Linked DNA regions of Rattus norvegicus: region 1 is linked to region 2. The links are chromatin contacts, called in public Hi-C maps. All regions are on one chromosome and are shown on one strand. The core of a region is the stretch at or near the end of the contact, and the rest is flanking DNA. Distances in the headings are between cores, read along the strand shown.

Region 1 (2,700 bases), core at 52-2,551, 38 kb after region 2:
GCAAACAAGTCAAATGAACGAACGAAGCCACAAACGCAGAAACGTCGAGTCAAATTACAGCCAAAATAAAATTTAGAAAAAGGTTTCAGCGCCCCTCCCCGCCGGGTTGGCGGCCCCCCTCGCGCTTGGCAGTTGATGTAAATATCTAAAAACATTCTTGGGATTTGTTTCTTTATAATTGACAAAAAGGCGTCTCAAAAGACAAGAACAACAGCCATCGCCAGCGAGCATTCCACAAAGCCCGTCCCCCTCCCGGGCTTCGACATGGAAGCCGACTGCCCCGCACCCAGGCTTAATTAGCGCTCCACACCGGCGGCCCGGCCCACCCAGCACCACATAAACTTTTGGTTCTATCTCCCCTGGGTCCCTAGGTTCCGGGTACCCGACCTGTCCGTCTCGGCCCCCGCACCCCGCGCTGGCAGCGAGCGACTCGGCTCCCCAAGACTAGCACAAAATGGAAACAATTGGAAAACGTATCCGATTCCCTTCCAGAGACAAACAGCAAATCGTTCGAAAATACCCCATCCTCTGCCACGTGCCGCTCTCCAAAAAAATGCAAAAGTTCTTTTTTTTGTTTTCTGCATTTCATATGCATCAAGTTTCTTTTTCTCCAAAAAAGGCAAAAAAATGTTCTTAAAATTTTTTCTCTTCCATTTTAAAATGGGGAAGAGAGAAACGGGGGGAAAAATATGGTCGGTGACCAGAGAAGAGACAAGATGGTGAAGCTCAGGCACAACTGTGGGGAGGCAGCAAAAAGCGAGTTAGCCCGGGGTGGAAAGCGGCGACGATTTTACCCCTTTGCGCCCGAAAAACTGGGGCCCGGGACCCGGAGGCGGCAGTTAAGAGGCTCGCGCGGGACATGGTGATGGTCTGGGGTCCCGGGAAGGGGCGGCGGGCGGGATTTCACCGAAGAAAGAGCCCGCGGCGCCGGAGGGAGACAGGCTCGGCGCCGCGGCAGTGCCACTGCTGGGCTGAGACGGAGAGACGGGGGAGCCGCCGCCGCCGCCGCCCGCGGAAGGGAAACTCGCTCCCCATATCTCCATTTCTGCGCCAAAAAGTTTGCGGGTCGAGCTCGGGGGGCTGTGGGTGCCCTCCGTGGCCCGCTACGAGGCCGACGGCGAGCGGGGCCGGGCCCCAGGAAAGCGGGCAGACGGAGAAACTTACCCCCTTCTCCTTCGGCTGGAGCTCAGCAAGCAAGAGGCGGCGCTGGCGTTAGAGAGCGGCGGCGGCGCGGCGAAGGCTGCGAACACAATTGAAAGATGGCTGACACCGAGGCTTTCCCCCACACACGCCGCCCCGCCCCGCGCCGCGCGCCAGCCAATCACACACAATGGAGGGAAGGCTCGGCCCCGCCCAGGGCCCCCGCACGCCCCGCCCCTCCCCTCCCCCCGCGCGCTCGTTCGCTGGCGCGCGCTCGCTCCTCCCCCGCGCGCCGCCCGCCCATTCCTCCCGCCGCCTCTCGCGGTGTGTACAAACACAAAAGACACGCCGAGGGGCCGCGGGGCCCGCCGAGATGCCGTCCGCCCTAGTCTGTTCCCCCGCCCGCACTCCTTCCCTGCCGGGCGCAGGCGTCACAGTGGGCCCCCGAAGCCCAGCTTTGGGGTGCACAGAGGGGAGTGGGGGAGGGGAGGGCGGCGCAGGCTGCGGACCAGCGCCCGGCCTGCGGGGGGAGGGGCGCCGCCCCCGCGCGCGCCCCCGAGGCGCTCGGCCCGTGTGGGGGCGGGGAGGAGGCCGGGACCGTGAGGTCGCCGCGCCCCAGTTGAAAACGCGCCCAAGCAGGAAGCTGGCAAGTGGAACCCCAGTCCCGCGGCGCCCACTTTCGGACCGCGCGGCGCGGCAGGGGCGGGGGCCCGCGGGCCTCTTCCCGCCTTTGCTCCCTGCTGAGCGCGGGCCTGTCCGGAGGGTCGGGCCAAGTCGCCTGAGGACAAGTTGGTCCGGGAGTCCAGCCCGAGAGTGGCGGGGCAGCCAGGTGCTGCCTGCGGGGCAGTGCGGAGACTGCCAGCGGGTCGCAGGTGGTGGCACCGGGGAGGAGGGACAGGGCTCACCCTCTCCCTAGGCCGCGGTTCTTGGTGCAAGATGGCTGTGTTTTGTAAGCCTTTGAAACAATGTGCAACACAGCTGTAGCTGTATAAACCAAGAGTGGGCCTTTCAACCCCTTCACTGTTGGAGGATCGCTGTAGAAATCTCGTGACATATTAGTCTAATGTTGTCAGCTACCAGAGGCTGAAACGGCAGGTAGAAGGAAAAGCTGGTGTAGGGCTTGCTGTTTCCCGCTTTCCTAGTGCTCAGTAGCTTGGGCAACGGACTGCATAGTTTAAGTTCTCATTAAGTGACCTACAAACATCTGAACCATCCCCAGATTAGGTATTGACCAGGCTCGACAACTCCGTGTGAAGGCTTTCGGTAGAAGAGTCACGAAGATCCCTCAGGGTACTGATGGAGATAAATTTCATAGATGAAGGACAGTACTGTATGTAATCTGAAGACCTCTCAAAGCAGTCTTACACATTATCCTGTAACAGATAATGTGGAAATCAGATATGAGAGAAGAAATGGATTTGTCCAAGGTCACTTAAATGAGGAACAGACCCTGGAGAAACAAAAAAAAAAAAAAAAAGAAAAAAAAATCCAGGCCTCCTGCCTCATTATTATTTAATGAGTGTTAAGTGTTGACGTGAGGAACACATGCAATCTGTGATG
Region 2 (2,706 bases), core at 97-2,596:
ATGAACAAGAAAAAATAAAAGGTATGAAAATAGGCTTAGCTGCTCTGGGGTTTCCTTTGTATTTATTTTTAGCAAGGATTGTGTGCCGAACTCTGCATTAAAACAGCTGATGCTACCAATCTTTGTTCCAGAGATCTGTGCGCGGCTACCTCGCAGCTTTCTGCAGCCCAAAGGGAAGGCGATGAGTTGCTTGATCCACCCAAGCTGAATCCAGACAGAGCATTCGCCTCACAGGACCTTTTCCCTCTTGTGGTACCTTCTGGAGGGAAAACAGAAGCCAAATGTTTTGGGCAGAAAGCTGGGGAGGGCTGGAGGTCTCCAGGGAGAGGCTGAAATGCCCCAGCAAGGTCTCTGCACCAGGCATCCCAAGGAGGCAGAGGAGAGACCACCACTGTTGGGTCTCAAACTCCACTTTGGATTTGCCTTGAGGATCGCCCTGCAAAGGCCCTAGAATTCTAAGAGACAGCGTGATATAGAGACTTAGCACTCTTTTTTTTTCTTCCGGAGCTGAGGACCGAACCCAGGGCCTTGCACTTGCTAGGCAAGCGCTCTACCACTGAGCTAAAACCCCAACCCGTACTATAGAGACTTTAATTAATACTCTGGTCAGTTAGCACTTGAGGTGTCCGGGGGTGTAGGTCAGAAGCCTACACTTCAGGGGTGGCTAAGCTACTGCCTTTCTACGTAAGCACCCAGAAGTGTTACAAATTCAGGTTCTTTTGCAAAGTGATTTATGTACCATCTGTGGACCGAGAGAAGGAATGATCTGGCACTTCTGCCCCAAGGAACTTCTGCAAATCCAGAAAGCGGCAGGTCGTGTGGTTCCGGGGCGCTTCTGCAGGAAAACAGCTGCGCTTCCTTCTAAGAGATCCCGTTGTGCACACCAGGCCTTGCGGCGGGTAACAACACAACGACCTCTAATTTCTGTGTCTGTGACTGGAGATAATGACAGTCGTGCAAGGTGGTGGCGAGGAAGCCACAAGCTTTCGAACATCAAATTTCTGCTGCAGCTCCCGGCGGCTGTGTAACCACAGCAAGGTCAGAACCAGGGTCCCGACCTCTCCAGGGCCCCGAGGCTCGTAGTCTCCCACTACAGGAGGATGCCCGCTTTTTTTTGAAAGCGGCGCGGCCTAGCGGCCTCTGGTAACCGATTCATGGATTCCTCTCCCTTCCCCCTCCCGCGTCCCAGCTCTAGATTTGGGTCTTGGCCTCCCGGTCACACCGCGCGCTACTCGCGGCCAATCCTCTGGGCTCTGGCGCCTTGAGCATCGGAGCAGGTCCTACCCCTGCCCTGGGCGAAGGGACCTAGAAAGCTGCCCCTCCGGCCCTTGCCTCCGGCCAGAGGCGGACACTCGTCTGGAAAAGGTCTGCCCCGCCCCCGCTCCGGCGCGGAGAGCCGCTGCCAGGAACTGCAATATTAATAGGTACAAACTTCCTGGAAAGATTTTCGTCTTCGCAGTAGATGACCCATCCTTGTCCGCCGGGGCAAGCGACCGGAGAGCCTGGAACCCACAGGAGCCGGGGACATTTGGGACTCATGGAGCCGCGGCTCAGAAGAACTGGGGTTCATTGGTTGGGGACCCACTCGGTGGGACTGGTCCAAGACGCCGCGGGGCAGGGCCGGGCTCGCCTTTGTAAACTAGGTCCGGCGCGTAGGAGCCGCGATGTCTGACTGCCTGTCCCCGGGGGCTCGCACACCCCGGGTCACCGCGCCCGTTTGCACGGGCCGTAGCTCCTCCTCCGGATCGGCTTCCGGGACCTCTGGTCATTTAGCAGCAGCACCCAAACAACTGCAGCTGGTGCCCAAAGGTGCGCGTCATTCCTTCCTCCAGGATTACCTGGCCCAGAAGCAGTTGTAGCCAAAGCCATCTCTCTCTATCCCAGTCGCTGAGAGAGGACATCAACCGCTTGGGCGCTGTGTGATCAGTCCCTGTCTGCACCTTGCGGATAGTCAGGTCCCAGTGCCCGGTACAGTGGCTGGAGTTCCCAAATCCTGTTTTCACAGCTCTGGACAGGGGCACATGTTCTGGATTGGTTTCAGGGTTTCCCCACCTGAAAGTCATCATTCATTGAAAATATTTATTGAAGCCGATGTGGTGACAAGGTTGTAATCCCAGCACTCTGGAGGCCGGGGCAACAGGATCTCCCACAGTTAAGGTCAGTCAGGTAGCGAGCCCTTGACTTAAACAAATTATCGCTACAAAGCAAACAAAAAATCCTCTTTCCCGGAACTTGAAACAAAAGACAGAATTGAAACAGACAATATGGGCAGATGGTCATGAGAGCTCAAGGAGGAGAGGCAGTAAGAGGACAGAGCCCGACAGAGCTGTGTTTGTAGACATGTTTAGGGTTGGGACTGGGTGGTTGGGAATGAGCAAGGCAGCCTTTCAGGCTCACTCACAAAGATGAAGACTGGCCTTGCTGGTTCCACCGGTGGTGTGGGATTCAGAACGGCAGTTTTGGACATGCCGAGTTTGATGCACCCATTGGATATCCAAGGGTAGTGCCGAGCAAATACTGGTCAGACAGGTCTCCATGCAGAGACTGCAGACAGAGGAAAACAGCTGGAGGAACCACCACAGCCTCCTCTGCTTATGGAGTACGTGACGTTAGAGTAATTACTTTAGATGTAGGCTCTCACTATGTAGGCGGGGCTGGCCTTGAACTTGCTGTAGATCTGGCTGGCCTCGATGCAAAGATCAGCCT

What was found. Hi-C and Micro-C count contacts between places; a contact is called where the count stands out from the background.
Region 1: a contact with region 2 is called in a Hi-C map of liver, with 2.1 times the contacts expected there. The contact joins the promoter of H3f3a here to the enhancer-like site in region 2. A contact is called at or near these places in 12 of 12 Hi-C or Micro-C datasets (the A7r5 cell line, the Rat2 cell line, Schwann cells and 7 more) and 1 of 1 datasets of contacts at active chromatin or transcription factors (oligodendrocytes).

The regions. Positions count from the first base shown.
Region 1 is chr13:95,075,394-95,078,093 of GRCr8, forward strand. H3f3a (H3.3 histone A) reads right to left here and starts at 1,302. Exons shown (of 4, transcript NM_001402225.1): 1 at 1,165-1,302.
Region 2 is chr13:95,037,270-95,039,975 of GRCr8, forward strand. LOC102553824 (a long non-coding RNA gene) reads right to left here. Exons shown (of 2, transcript XR_359164.4): 1 at 740-2,706; 2 at 31-259. Among named protein-coding and RNA genes, the nearest start is that of H3f3a, 38 kb to the right of the region's middle. Within about 2 kb of position 1,347, at least 37 of the 93 cell types and tissues checked have an H3K27ac peak or open chromatin away from gene starts, as enhancers often do. A contact at or near this core is called in the A7r5 cell line, Schwann cells and liver, where this site is marked.